2 separate regions of the Hordeum vulgare genome follow, and region 1 is linked to region 2. A link is a contact called in public Hi-C data. All regions are on one chromosome and are shown on one strand. Each heading gives the region's core, a stretch centred on a gene start, on an enhancer-like site or on the middle of the called end of the contact. The rest is flanking DNA. Distances are from core to core; before and after follow the strand shown.

Region 1 (3,618 bases), core at 344-2,843, 640 kb before region 2:
TTGAGGAATTGATGTAAGATGTTACTTGTTGGGACTATCTCTTTTGTAGTGTCTATTATAACTTGAATTTCGAATGAGGCTATGTAATATGAATCTACTAACACACTCCTACGAATTCTGGTTTTATGTCTTATTATATTGTCGAGACATGTCCCAAAGGTGATTTATTATTGCTCCATTATATATTAATTGTTATTTTTTCATAATTATATCATCGAAATAATTTATCATTGCTCGGATTGTGTTGGAACAGTGATGTCTTATTTACTCGCATTATCAGTGAAGTGTTGTTATTGTAATGCCATCAAAAAATACATTTGGCATCATACCTCATATACAAACTATCAAACACAGTCTCAGTCCAACAAGTATGTTCGGGTGCAGTCTATCAAACAAAATCTCACCTCAACATGTTCCAGCACATACATTACTATCAAACAACAGCAATGCATTTATTCAGTATGTTTACGCTTAACATGTCTTAGGTGGAAATAACCATAGTAGTTAGGGAATGCAACCAAATGCACCCTACATGGAGGATAATGTGCACGAGCACAACTGGAGAGATCGATTTGCTACAACTATTAATGACCAAAACAAAACCAAAAATCACCTACAAAATTGAGTGACACTGCACATAAAAATAGCAAAGGTGTTAAAAAGTCATTTGCACCGCAGTCACGACATATTTCAATTAGAGGAATATTCGTGTGAGTTACTTTTCTTTTGAAAAACTTATGGTCTACTCATTTTTAATCATGGTAGCACATCGAATGCTAAAATTTGATGTTTTGACCCTTTTGTAAAATTTTAGGCGAATCTAACCCCTGTTTGAAAAGATTTGGGGATCTTATCCTTTTCTTACCGCCAGGATCGATGGCAGTAGGCCATACTAGCCTACCACCAAGGCACCTGGCGGTACGGGTGTACGTCCTACCGCAAAAAAAATATAAGTATGAGATACAGTGCATGTGCGCACCTATCGCCGGACACCTTGATGATAGGATTGCACATGCTATCGTCAGCCTTTGTGGTGGTAGAGAATGAAGCAAGTTAAAAGTCATGAAGCCGTCATCGCCCCTTCCTCTTCGGAGTCAAATAAAACTTATTGTGGTAAACAATTGGGAAGTTCATAAACAAAAAACAATAATACCTGCATTAGGCGCTCGATCCAAGTGCTTATGTGCACACTATACAAAATGTTTTACACATAGCCATCCATATACACAAGGCTTTACACAAAGCCAACACGTAAAAAAAAACATCTTTAATCCCAATGGTTTATTTGTTCTGACAAGACTTCTCAACTCCCACTCAACCCAGCTGGCAATAAGAGTCCTTTTAACCGAATCATGATTTTCAAATCATCAAAAACCATAATAATCATAGCAACCACAAATAAATATCCCCTAAAAAACAAATCAAAGCTCTAGCCCGTGTGCACGAGTGGTGTGCCCGAGCCAATTTGACCATCCGCCGGGGGACCCCACCTATAATTACTGCCCCCCGCAGTACCTCGTCACACGTTTCGCCCCTCCGCTCCGCTCGTCTCCTCTCCCTTCTCCTCGCTAAACCCCCTCCCCTCCCCACCCCAGAAATCAAGAAACCAGAGAGACCTCCACTCCCCCGCGCCACTCCGATCCCCTCCGCCCCCGCCACGAGCTGCCACAAAGCCCCCGCCCGATCCGCCGTCTCATTCCCCTCACCGCTTCCCCCGGGGATCGCAGTGGCATCCGCGGCTCCAGCAACCAAGTAAGCGGCAGCCGAATCCAATGCTCTCTCTCGCAAGATCGGTCCGGCTGCTCGCCTCCGTCGACGGCATGGATCGGTCTCCCGTCCTCCCCGATTTCTTTCCGAAAGTCCGGTCCTTTTGCGGTGATTCGTTCCTGGTTTGGTAATTGCGGGGATTTCGGTCCGGGTTGTTGCCGAGTTTTTTTCCCCCTCTCTTCGAGGATTTCTCCTCCTTTTTGGTGCCGATCTGGTCGTGCTCTTTCCGTAAATTCATAGGCACAAAATATGGAAACTCTTTTTATCCGATGATTGAAACATGGAAAAAATATATTTGTCCTGGGTGTTTCGTCCTTGCTGCTCCAGTCCTCCTTCTCTCGCCGGTTGATTTGCCTGCCATATAATCTCTCGTGTTTGTTCTTGTTATTTTTTTTCTTCCTTTGTTAATACTTTCCGTTCGTGGTGTTGGTGCGATGATCACAGAGTTGGAGTAGAGACCGCCAGCCAGCACGAGCGATCGCTCTTGATTTATGTCGCCTGCTCTGCTGCTCCATGGTTCTGAGCTCCCATCACCATCACCTCCTTCTGCTTTTTGCTCCCTTCTCCCACAAGCTCGGCAGAGGGGCGCCAGAACTCAGGATTATCGCTTCAAGATCTCCCGGTAAGCACGTCCGCTCAGTGCACTAGTTTCTGGTCTGGTCGCAACAACTGACGACAACAATGTCGAATCACTACTACCTGTTTCCCCTGGTCTAGTTTCTTGTATATTATTACTTGAAAGAGTCAGTATTATCACATCTTGTTATTCTTCAGAAGATGAACTCACAATAGAAAGTTCAGAGATCGTCTTATTTTAATCTTCCCTTAATATTAGTACTTTATTCCCACAAGAATAAACTGCAATAGTTTGTTCATCTAGTACTATATGTAGTACCCGTCCTGTTCTTGGTTTGCTCTGGATTAGCCATGATGAGTGTACCACCAAATGATGTGTTTTTTCTTGGTAACAAATTTGATCGATAGTTTTTTTTCTTCCAATTTAAACAGTTGTCTTGTCCTCGTTCTCATCCGGTCATCTTAATTATTGCTCCTTTAGCAAGTTTGTTCGTACGTGTGCTCCAATCTTGGACTGATTTCAAAGCTGACCTGCACAATAAATGGTGGCATTGCTTTATTTAGTCAAAAGATATGTACATGCATTCAAACATACGTTTCTCACAGCCGAGCCAGTTACAGCCATGTAAATTTGTACTGTAGTGATGAGCTGTGCTTTCTTGCTTGTGCCTCCAGATTTGGATTTGGGGTGAAGTACTCTGGATTTCTGCATTTAGACCAGTGCCCCGTGCACTTGAAGTAATAACGATACAAGAATCCCCCAAATCACGATAAGCTTGGTAAGTATTTACTCTACGCAAGGAAATGTATTTCAGAGGGGAGAAAACAGTGAATATGTCTGATCTCTCCTTTTTACCACTTGCCTAAGAAAGATTGGGCCTCATCGACAGTTTTTGGATGCTTGCAGGTTTGGTTTGGGTGGATTAAGTTTAGCACTCCTCCTTCATTCTCATTGACATTCCTCAAGTTCATAAACAATCAGCCAGAAAGCAGATTTCTTTTGTGAGTCTTCACACAAAGAGAATAACTCCGTCTTCTCTCCGGTTTGAATCAGAAGTTTGAGTCCATTCGGTTTCTGATTTTGGAGATTGTGTGCTCAGTCTCTAAACCAGGAGTTTGTCCTGGGATTTAATATTTCAGTCGGTATGTGCACATCTTATGTTCCATGTCCTTGAAATTTGCGTATGAGTGTATTTTCTTGCGAATGTTTGTATAAGTGTATTTGACACACTCACTTGTCTTCTCTGCAGATTGTAGTCAAGGTTAATAATTCAA
Region 2 (3,467 bases), core at 293-2,792:
GTCCCCATGTTTGAGATGCTACAAGAGGAGCAGCGGTCCAACCTGAGGCTCCTTGGGCACCACTGCTGTGCGGAGGTCCAGATCGCCGAGAAGAAGAAGAACAAGCGAAACATTGTAACGGGCGCTTTGCGATTCCCTGGGCAGCGCCTCCGCCATCCGCAAGGAATGGTGGCGGCTCCGCATCAATGAGGAGGCGAACGATCACACACGTTGCCGACATCGGCAACTCCGCGTTGTCTGCGTCGGGCCGCAAAGACCATGAGGTCGACCCATTCGGTTGAATCGTCTACCTCACCTTCATCGACATCTGGCTCTGAAGCAGGACGTGGGACACAAAGCTGCACAAGTCTGGAAAAGAGTAGACTAGGGACGACTTAACATTTGCTATATAAAAAATCCGCAATGTTAGAAAATGTCATCCACCTATGCCTACTCCTTCATTCAATTTTTTACAGGTACATAGCCCTATACCTTCACCTTCGTAGATGACCCTGTTTTGTTGGCTATGTTTATTTAAATAGTCACATGAAAAGGGGATCTTTTCTCACCTGAATACATTACTTAAAAAACAGTTAAATTCAAGAGTCGCTCTTTAAGTTTTTACCGATACAGTTTATAAAAGAAATATGATAAAAAATTAAACAAGTCGACCTCATTTACAAGGAAAGACGGACTGAAAACCGTACAAGTCAGAAGTGTAAAAAAGGAAGAAAGAGAAAAAACGCCCAAGACAAAGCATGTCTAGCTAACAAGCAGAAAAACCAACATAAAAAATACAAATAGATATAGAGTATCGTTAAAGAAAATACAATACCATGACTTTACAAAAAAAACCTAACGTACCACACTGATATGCATAGCGAACCCCACGGCCAACTCGAAGCACCCACAACCAACAAATGTAACTACACGAATTCTGAACGATTAGGGACCTTTGTTGGTTATGTGTGTCTTACGCTTTTCTTTTTCCCGACGTGAATCGGAAGAGGAAAGATAATAGACTCAAAATGGCTTCTCTTTTTCCCGAAGAAGAGAAGATAATAAAGTCCTGTTTGGTTTCAAATAAGTCACCAACTTATAAGTTGAAAAGTGCAAAAAGTGACTTATTTTACCAAATGAACCTAACTTATAAGTCACCCTAACTTATAAGTCATAAGTTGCTTCACCCAAACTTAAAACTTATAAGCCATCCACTTTTGTATGGGACCCATCATCTTTTTGGTTTTATAATATAAAACATGATGAAAAGATGTGGTCAGGTGACTTATAAGTTCTTCGCAAAAAAAAAAATGACTTATAAATCAGATGACAACCAAACAGACGTGGCTTATAAATCACCTCACTTATTGAAACCAAACAGGCCTTAATACGTTCAAAATGGCTAAGACCTGCGGCTGTGGTCGTTCTCGCATGGCGGCACGCACCCCATAGCAGCAGTCAACAAAGGTTGTCGCCTCGAGTATCTGGACGCCTCAACTCTCAAGCGTTTGGCTGTCCCCACAGCGCCCACCACAACGCTACCAGACGGTTTCATGTAGAGCAGGAGTAGATTCAAAATCATTTGAAAGCAAAATTCCCCACTCCACTTTTTTTTTGTTTCCTCTAAAGGACAAAGCAACCAATAATAATCCCCTCAGTCCCTCACCAACCCTCGTCTCTTCTTCTTTCCCAGCCCCGCAATCCATCCGTCGCGCGCCCAACCGTCGCCGGCGGCGCGGAGCACCGTCTTCTCCCCGGCATCCTCCAGGGCGGAGCGCTGGAGATCCGACTCCGCTCGACTCCTTCTCGCGTCGGTAAGGAACGCCATCTTGATTGCTGGATGAGTTTGGATATATTTTTGTTTTGTTTTGTTTTGTTCCGGAGTGTCGTATCCTTCCCTCGCTGCACCCGGGGGCAACCCACCCGAATCTCCTCCTTCTTTTCTTTTCCTTCTAATAAATTTCTCCCTCGCTGCGGGCGCCGCTGCTTCAGCAATCTTAGTCCACCTGCTCCATGGTTTTGGTTAGGTTCTTACTGTTCAGAGCGCACTATCGGTCCCTGCTAACCGCGTCGAACAAGATTTGGTGCGAAAAATATTGGTACGGCCGTCCGCCCCCCAGAGTCAAGTGGCAGTGGGCAAACAACTGCTCCACCGACGGACGATCTTTAAAGTGATACTACCAGCAACAGGTAGCTGCTCTAGGCCGTACCTATTCAATCTTTACTTCCAGTTGGCTTGAAAATTTCGACATCGAGCCAACCGTTTCCAGTGTTTAATGGTCAAGTGGTCGAATCAGCAGAAGGAGTTTTGGCTATTAGTTTCGAAGCTGGCCTGTTTCAGGACTAAAGTAAGGGTCGACATTATTTGTTCCGTGACTTGGGAGTTTTTGTTTCATTGAGGCTTCCACTGTTCTATTCAGCGATTGGCCCTGTTTTTTCGAGTTTCCGAGGTACATGCAGTGTGTTGATTGTCTGGATAACTCAACAGTTTGTTTGGTTCATTCATGATTCAGTTTACTCCTTGGGTTTGTCAGTTTCAACTAGTTGGATTTTCACCATAAACTCGTTTAGTTGTTTGGTCACAAGGAAAATTTCCAGGTTGTTCCGGTTTATTCGACCGCTTAGTACTTCAATCTTTGCAGTGTTTCATGTATGGCGATGCTGACAGTCAGATCTTCACAAATTCTATTTACAATTTTATCTCGTTACTTTATGGCTACTCCATAGTAAATTTGCATTCTTAAATCTTTTCTCAAGTGATGGAAGAAATAAAGCCAAAATTTACATTGATAGCAGAACACTGATGCTGGCTGTACCATCATTGTTATGTTCAAACCTTTGTGATTGCATATGAATATTCCAGCTCTGCTTAGGAACCCTATCATATTAGGATTGCAATGGAGAAATGGGGATATTGCAATACACAATGCCAAGTTTGCATTTATCCTTCCTATAGCCCTATCATATTTTTATATATCATGCAGGCCCATGTAATTGCTTTTCTATTCTTTTGTGATGCTATTTGAGTTCGTAACTAGGGAATTATCACCTACTCCCTCCGTCCCAAAATAAGTGATTCAACTTTGTACTAGTTGAGTCACTTATTTTGGGAATTGGGATGGAGGGAGTATTTAGGAACCAGTTACAGAAAGAGAATTGTGAAATAATGAATACACCAAGACAGGATTATGAGCTGAGATAATTTGTAACTTAGCAAGATCATCTGGGCCAGTAAGTTCCTGTAGACATCGCTACAAGAATTCTAAGCCATTTAGTTTCTATCAACTGAATGACATCTTAAGTTTTGTAGATTCTTTGACACAATTGCAGTACTTAACTGAGCTTAGCGTATGACTTGAAATTTTATTTAAAATTTTATTTTCTGCTGCGTTCCTTACTGATTAGAAGAATCAAGAGTAAATTTATATGTCAAACACTATCATTGCTTGAAGTTTGTTTAATTTTTGCATGCTTGATTAGTTGCTATG

The links. A called contact is a pair of places that touch in the nucleus more often than the background predicts.
Region 1: a contact with region 2 is called in a Hi-C map of seedling, with 3 times the contacts expected there. The contact joins the promoter of LOC123398175 here to the promoter of LOC123452614 in region 2. A contact is called at or near these places in 1 of 6 Hi-C or Micro-C datasets (seedling) and 1 of 1 datasets of contacts at active chromatin or transcription factors (embryo).

What each region holds. Positions count from the first base shown.
Region 1 is chr5H:385,731,262-385,734,879 of MorexV3_pseudomolecules_assembly, reverse strand. LOC123398175 (pathogenesis-related genes transcriptional activator PTI6-like) reads left to right here and starts at 1,593. Exons shown (of 5, transcript XM_045092671.1): 1 at 1,593-1,752; 2 at 2,212-2,389; 3 at 3,019-3,122; 4 at 3,251-3,486; 5 at 3,594-3,618.
Region 2 is chr5H:385,093,157-385,096,623 of MorexV3_pseudomolecules_assembly, reverse strand. It overlaps LOC123452614 (lipid phosphate phosphatase 2), which reads left to right and starts at 1,542. Exons shown (of 9, transcript XM_045129301.1): 1 at 1,542-1,793; 2 at 2,007-2,169.